Linked DNA regions of Sus scrofa: region 1 is linked to region 2. Evidence: chromatin contacts called from public HiChIP or PLAC-seq data. All regions are on one chromosome and are shown on one strand. The core of a region is the stretch at or near the end of the contact, and the rest is flanking DNA. Distances in the headings are between cores, read along the strand shown. Region 1 overlaps ACTN4 (alpha-actinin-4). Region 2 holds the start of ACTN4 (alpha-actinin-4).

Region 1 (2,897 bases), core at 229-2,728, 47 kb after region 2:
TGAGGCTCCCCTCCCGTGGGGTCCAGCCCACCCCTGGACACTGCCTGCCCCGCTGTCCCCTTGCTGCTGGGGGAGAGTGAGGCCTTTCCTGGTGTGGGCATTGACTGGTTCTGGGGAGCAGTGGGTCCTAAAGCTTCTCTCCTTCTCTTGGCGTTGGGCCCACAGGGGAGCGGTTACCTAAGCCAGAGCGGGGCAAGATGAGGGTGCATAAGATCAACAATGTGAACAAGGCACTGGACTTCATCGCCAGCAAAGGAGTCAAGCTGGTCTCCATCGGGGCAGAAGGTGAGCTTGGCTGGGGCCCAACCTCTGCCTTCTGAACAGAGGTGGTGGTGGTGGTAGAGAGAGCACCAGGGGTGCTTAAAGCCCAGCTGTACCCAGCAGCCACCACGGTGACTGCCTTCGATGTGACCTGGGGCACAGGGAGGGGAATAGCCTCACCTCGGACCCTGGACACCCCCACTCGCCCTCCTGGTGCTGGGCCTGAGGGACATGTGGCTGACATCTCTCTGAGCCAGGAGTACGTTTGCCCCAAGGCCTTGCCCGTTGTGTGTGGGCAGGAAGGGGTCGGCGGGGGAAGGCCGCTGGAGGCCCTGTGTCAGGGCTCTGGGCAGGGAGTGTAAGTCCGAAGGCCAGTGACCAGACAGACGTTGCTGTTTGTCCTCACGGCCTGGGAGAGTGTGGCCTCCTGACTGATACTCGGGATCCTTCTGAGCCCCGTGCAGAGACCCAGGCCTGCGACCCTTCGTTCCAGTGGCAGGGTCTTGTCCTGAGCTCACAGGCGCCTTTGGAGACCAGGCGAGGCCGGATGGAGCCCAGCAGCTCGCCGTCAGCCTGGGCTCAGGCTTCTGCTCATTAGCTAGAGCAGGGTTTCCTTTGCCCTGACATCCATGTTGTCCCAGCTTTTAGAAAAACAAAGAAAACTAATTGCTGTTAATGACAGGGCTCTGAGAGTTTGGCCAGGACTCTGGGCCAGAACGCAGACCGCTCCAAGGCCCTGCCCCCGCGGGGCCCTCTCCAGGGAGGGGTGCCAAGCCCCGAATGCCACGGTCGAGGTGGTTGGTGTTTGTTTAAAAAAAAAAAAACCAAATTCAGTCGGGCCCCGAGATTTTCTGTCCTTGTGTGGATCTTTCCTCCTGGCTCCCCGCCAGCCTTCTGCTTCTCACAGCTGCATTTATTTTGCTCAAAATGCTAGCCTGTAAATACAGAAAGGGTTAGAAGAGAGACCCGTGGCAGTCATCAGTTTTCCTTTGGAGAAAGACCCAGTCTAAAAAGGTTCTCTGTTCACACCCAAGCTGCTTCACTCCCAGAACCTGGGGCGGTCAGGCCTTGGGGGGACAGCCGACTGGCAACGCCCCAAGGGACACCTGAGAGCCAGTCCCACCCCGCCCGTCTCTCTGTCCCTCCACGCCACCCAGACAGTCGCAGGAGCAGGGCTTCCTCGTGGGGGCTGTGGAGGGGACGGGAGTCAGAGGCACAGCTGCAGGGCCGAGAAGCAGCTGGTAGATGTGTCATGAGAGCGGCCGTCTTCCTTCTCTCACAGGGCTCTCTGAGCCCTCCGTGTCCAGCTTGCTCCTGGCACCGGCTGGGTAAGGGCGCTGTGGCTTCCTCTAGATTGCGCCCGGCCCCACCCTGGGGTGCCTGGCCCTCGGGGGGGACGCAGCATGGATTGCCTGAACGAATCACTGACCTCGCCTCGTGCTGGGAAGTGTTGGCCTGGTTTCTGGGTGTGGGCTTCTCCACCTGGGAAAGAGCCGGACAGACATTCTTCCCCTGCCTTGGGGCAGCTGGCTATGCATGCTTCCTCCTCATGCTGAAACCCTCAATCCGAAAGCTGCCATCGGCCCTCTGCCCGTGGCTTCACCATGGGGAGCTGCTTTGGTGGCTAAAAAGGCCCTGCCCTCTCCTGGCGCGCATGTCCTCAGGGGAGGTTGGGCCCCATCCGCTGGGGGACACTTGTACCTCCTTCCCGAATCAAGCCCACCTAGAGGAGTCCCCATTGTGACTCAGCAGTAACAAACCCAACTAGTATCCATGAGGACGCCAGGCTCGATCCCTGGCCTCGCTCAGTGGGTTAAGGATCCGGTGTTGCCGTGAGCTGTGGTGTCGGTCACATTCGCAGCTCAGATCCCACATTGCTGTGGCTGCGCTGGAGGCCGGCAGCTATAGCTCTGATTCGACCCCTACCCTGGGAACCTCCATATGTCCCAGGTGCTATCCTAAAAGTCAAAAAGAAAACCAAACAAAAAAAGCCCACTTAGCATTTTCCATTCTCCGGGCCAGTGAGCAAGGCCTCCTGAAGTGTCCTTCTGTTCTCCCCGCCCTCTCCCCTCCCGTGTGGGAGACGCTTGGGGGCGGGAGACCTTAGAGACTGCCAAAAGCTCTCCAGGCCATTGGGCTCCGGGGCCAGGCCATGGGCACGCAGTTCTCACCAGGCAGTCGGCACATGGTGCCTGGGTGCTACAGGGATGGTTTTTCTCTATGTTGCTGAAGCTGAGGAATGTGTGGTCCAAACCCTTTCTCTCAATGCCAGAAGTTTGGGAGAGTCGTTGGTTTTTAGTTAAGAAGGCATTTCACTCGGAGTTCTCTGGTTAAGTGTTCCATGTTGTCATGCTGTGGATTGGGTCATTGCTGTGGCACGGGTTCGATCCCTGGCCTGGGAAGTTTTGAATGCCACAGTTAATAGCCAAAAAATAAATTAATGAATAAATAAGAAGGCACGCGCTTAGCAGCTGGACCTTGTGTCCCTACTCTGCTTCCTGCCACACCGTGTCTTCTCAAGGCCCAGGGCCAGGTCCCAGGAATACAGTGGTGCTCAGAAGGCAGACAGTGAACGAGCCCACCAGCCAGCACCTAGCAGTGTGTGAGGGGACGAGCAGGGTGCTGGGGAGAGGGGG
Region 2 (2,987 bases), core at 74-2,573:
TTGGAAGATGGATCTGACAGAATTTCCTGAACGACTGGATGTAGGGTGTGAAAACAAAGAGGAGCCAAGGATGACTGCAAGCTTTGTTGCCTGCACAGCTGAAAGGCCGGAGGCACCATTGACCAAGATGGGGATGGCTATGGGGTGACGAGGTTTGGGAGGAAGATCAGGAGCCCAACTCTGGGTACTTACACTTGAGACACCTATTATGTGTGAGTGTCATTTGTATTTATTTACTGTCGTGTCCCCCATACACTTGAGAACTTGGCGCACTTACCATGCTCAGCACCTTATCACCAGCATCCAAGAAGAGTTCCTGGAATACAACAGAGGCTCAATAAATGCTTTTTGAATGAGTGAAGTAAACACGTCCAAAAAATCCTCCACTTTCCCAGTCAGCCAGTATCCATTCGGAGCTACCATGTCCATTTTGTGAATTCTTCAAGAGTTTGTTTAATTGTCCTCCTTGTTCATAAAGCCAACTCTGCCAGTTTCCGTTGTGGCTCAGCAGGGCGTAAATCCAAATCCGACTGGTATCCATGAGGATGCAGGTTCCATCCCTGGTTTCTCTCAGAGGGTTAAGGATCGTGGGTTGCTATGGCTGTTGCATAAGCTGGCAGGTGTAGCTCTGATTTGATTCCTAGCTCAGGAACTTATATATGCCACAGGTGTTGCCCTGAAAAGCAAAGGCAAAAAATAAAAAAATAAATGAAGTCAATCCTGACTACTTCATTTCCATTCTAGTTCTGTTTGATTTTTCTTCATAGCACATATCCCCTTGGAATATATACATACGCTATGTACTTTTTTTCCCCCCGCATCTGTGGCATGTGGAAATTCCTGGGCAAGGGATGGAAAATGAGCCACAGCTGGGGCCGATGCCACAGCTGGGGCAACGCTGGATTCTTAACACGCTGCACCACAGCAGCAACTCCAATACACTGTTTCCTAAAATTGTGTTTTTTTCCTTTCACTAGACGGTTGTTTCATGAGGGCAGACAGTTTTGTCTATCTTATTTAGTGTTGATGCGTAAAACATGGTCTGGCACATAGTAGGCGCTTAATATTTGTTGAATTTCTGGCGCCGAAAGGGAATACACTCCACGCCAGAGCCCAATGGCCAGACCCGCCGGCCGAATCCTTCGCTCTCTGGGCCCGCCCACACGTAGAGGCCGCGCGCGCGCGCGCGCGCGCGAGGAGGCGAAGCTCGTCCACGAGCCGAAGGGCGGCGGGGAAGTGGACTCTGCGCAGGCTCAGAGCTTCCCGAGGCGGGGTCTTAGGGCCTTTCTCGTTAGGAAGCGCGCGCGCGCGCGCGCGGGAGGGCGGCGGCGGCGGCGGCGGCGGAGGCGCGGTGCGCAAGCGCAGCGGGCAGTGCGCAGGCGCTAGCGCAGGGCGGGCTGAAGCAGCTGAAGCAGCGGCGGCGGCGGCGGCGGCGGAGGCTCGGGCAGAGGGGCGGGAGCAGAGGCGGGAGCGGACGGGCTCGGGAGAGGCGGCGGAATGGTGGACTACCACGCGGCGAACCAGTCGTACCAGTACGGCCCCAGCAGCGGGAGCAATGGCGCCGGCGGCGGCGGTAGCATGGGCGACTACATGGCCCAGGAGGACGACTGGGACCGGGACCTGCTGCTGGACCCGGCCTGGGAGAAGCAGCAACGCAAGGTGCGCGGCCCGCGGGCCGGACGGGCTGGAGGGGGGCTTCCGAGGGAGGCTGGGCGCCGGGAAGGGGTTGGGAGTCCTGAGATGGGAGTGGAGGGTCTGTGATGAGAACCGGGCGTCGTGAGAAGGAATCGGTGGATCTGAGAAGGTGTTTGGGGTCCTGAAAAGGAGTTGCAGAACTTGAGCAAGGAATTGGGAGTCTGAAAAAATCATTGGCGGCCGAGGAGAGAATATGGAAATCTAAAACATGGAATCAGGGAGTCTGTGAAGGAATTAGGCGGGTCGAGGTGGGGAATTGGAGGAAACCAGCGAGATGATTGGAGACTCTAAAATGGAATTGGGTCTGAGGCGGGATCGAAGGCTCGGGTTGGATTGGGGTTGCTGAGAGAGGAACGGGGGGTCTGGAATTTGGGGGTCGGGGCAGTCTGAGGAGGAGCTCGAGTGTGCAGGGGGTTGTTTGGCTCGCAGAGTCCTCTGAAGAGGATAGGATTGTGGGAGCCCCAGGCTGGGGAACTTCTAAAGGGGGTGAGGATTCTGGAAGTCTGAAGATGGGGTTGGGGGGTACTCAGGAGGGGATTGTGGAGTGGGAAGGGTGGTGGAAGGACAGGGGAGATAAAAGCAGAGGGGCTAAGGAAAGAAGTGACTGTGAAAAGACCCGGGGCTTAGGATGTGGGGATGGGGAGGGTGGCGAATGAGGTCTGGAACGGGGGTCCGAAGGGACCTGTGAATGAGAAGTCTTGCAGGGGGTGAGATTTACTGGGGGTGCCCCGTTTTAAGGGGAAGAGGAGAAGACTGGACAAGAGAAGGCATGAAAGGAATTGATGAGGCTAAAGGCCTCATCGATGAGAGGCCCAAGGGAGATAGGGAGAGTATTTGGAGCGTTTTGAGGAGGGGAGCCGAAGAATTGCTGGAACGTCCACAAAGGCTCCGCCAAGGGTTGGCGGCGCCTGAGGCCAAGCAAGGTAGCCTGGAAAAGGTGAGGATGGAGGGAGGGAAGGGGCAGAATGGCGGAGAGTGGGAGGGAGGTTGGCGGGGTAATGAAAGTCTCATTAGGAAGGGAGTGTGTGATGGATAGACTGAGAGAGGAATTTGGGGGTGGGGGCGTCTGGAGATGCCGTCCCGGGACCGGAGAGTGTGTGTGTGTCCTGAAGGGAGAATGCGTTGTCTGGGGAGGAAGAGGTGAGAGTAGCTGCAAGAATTGTCCCGTGGGGGTGGGGGGGTGGGGCAAAGAGGTCTTTCTAAAGCAGGGCCTGTTTTCAGGTGGCATGTTGGGGTGTGGAAGCAATTTAGGGGAGACCCACAGTGAGGAAAGGGAGATCAAAAGGAGTGGG

The links. HiChIP or PLAC-seq counts read pairs in DNA pulled down with a chosen protein or histone mark.
Region 1: an H3K27ac HiChIP or PLAC-seq map of skeletal muscle shows a contact between it and region 2. The contact joins the enhancer-like site here to the promoter of ACTN4 in region 2. A contact is called at or near these places in 21 of 47 Hi-C or Micro-C datasets (alveolar macrophages, brain, embryonic fibroblasts and 13 more) and 2 of 2 datasets of contacts at active chromatin or transcription factors (alveolar macrophages and skeletal muscle).

Annotation. Positions count from the first base shown.
Region 1 is chr6:47,539,488-47,542,384 of Sscrofa11.1, forward strand. It overlaps ACTN4 (alpha-actinin-4), which reads left to right. Exons shown (of 21, transcript XM_003355883.4): 3 at 166-285. Among named protein-coding and RNA genes, the nearest start is that of CAPN12, 38 kb to the right of the region's middle. Within about 2 kb of position 1,479, at least 28 of the 83 cell types and tissues checked have an H3K27ac peak or open chromatin away from gene starts, as enhancers often do. A contact at or near this core is called in fetal liver, fetal skeletal muscle, liver and 4 more, where this site is marked.
Region 2 is chr6:47,492,511-47,495,497 of Sscrofa11.1, forward strand. It overlaps ACTN4 (alpha-actinin-4), which reads left to right and starts at 1,324. Exons shown (of 21, transcript XM_003355883.4): 1 at 1,324-1,659. The coding sequence starts at 1,498.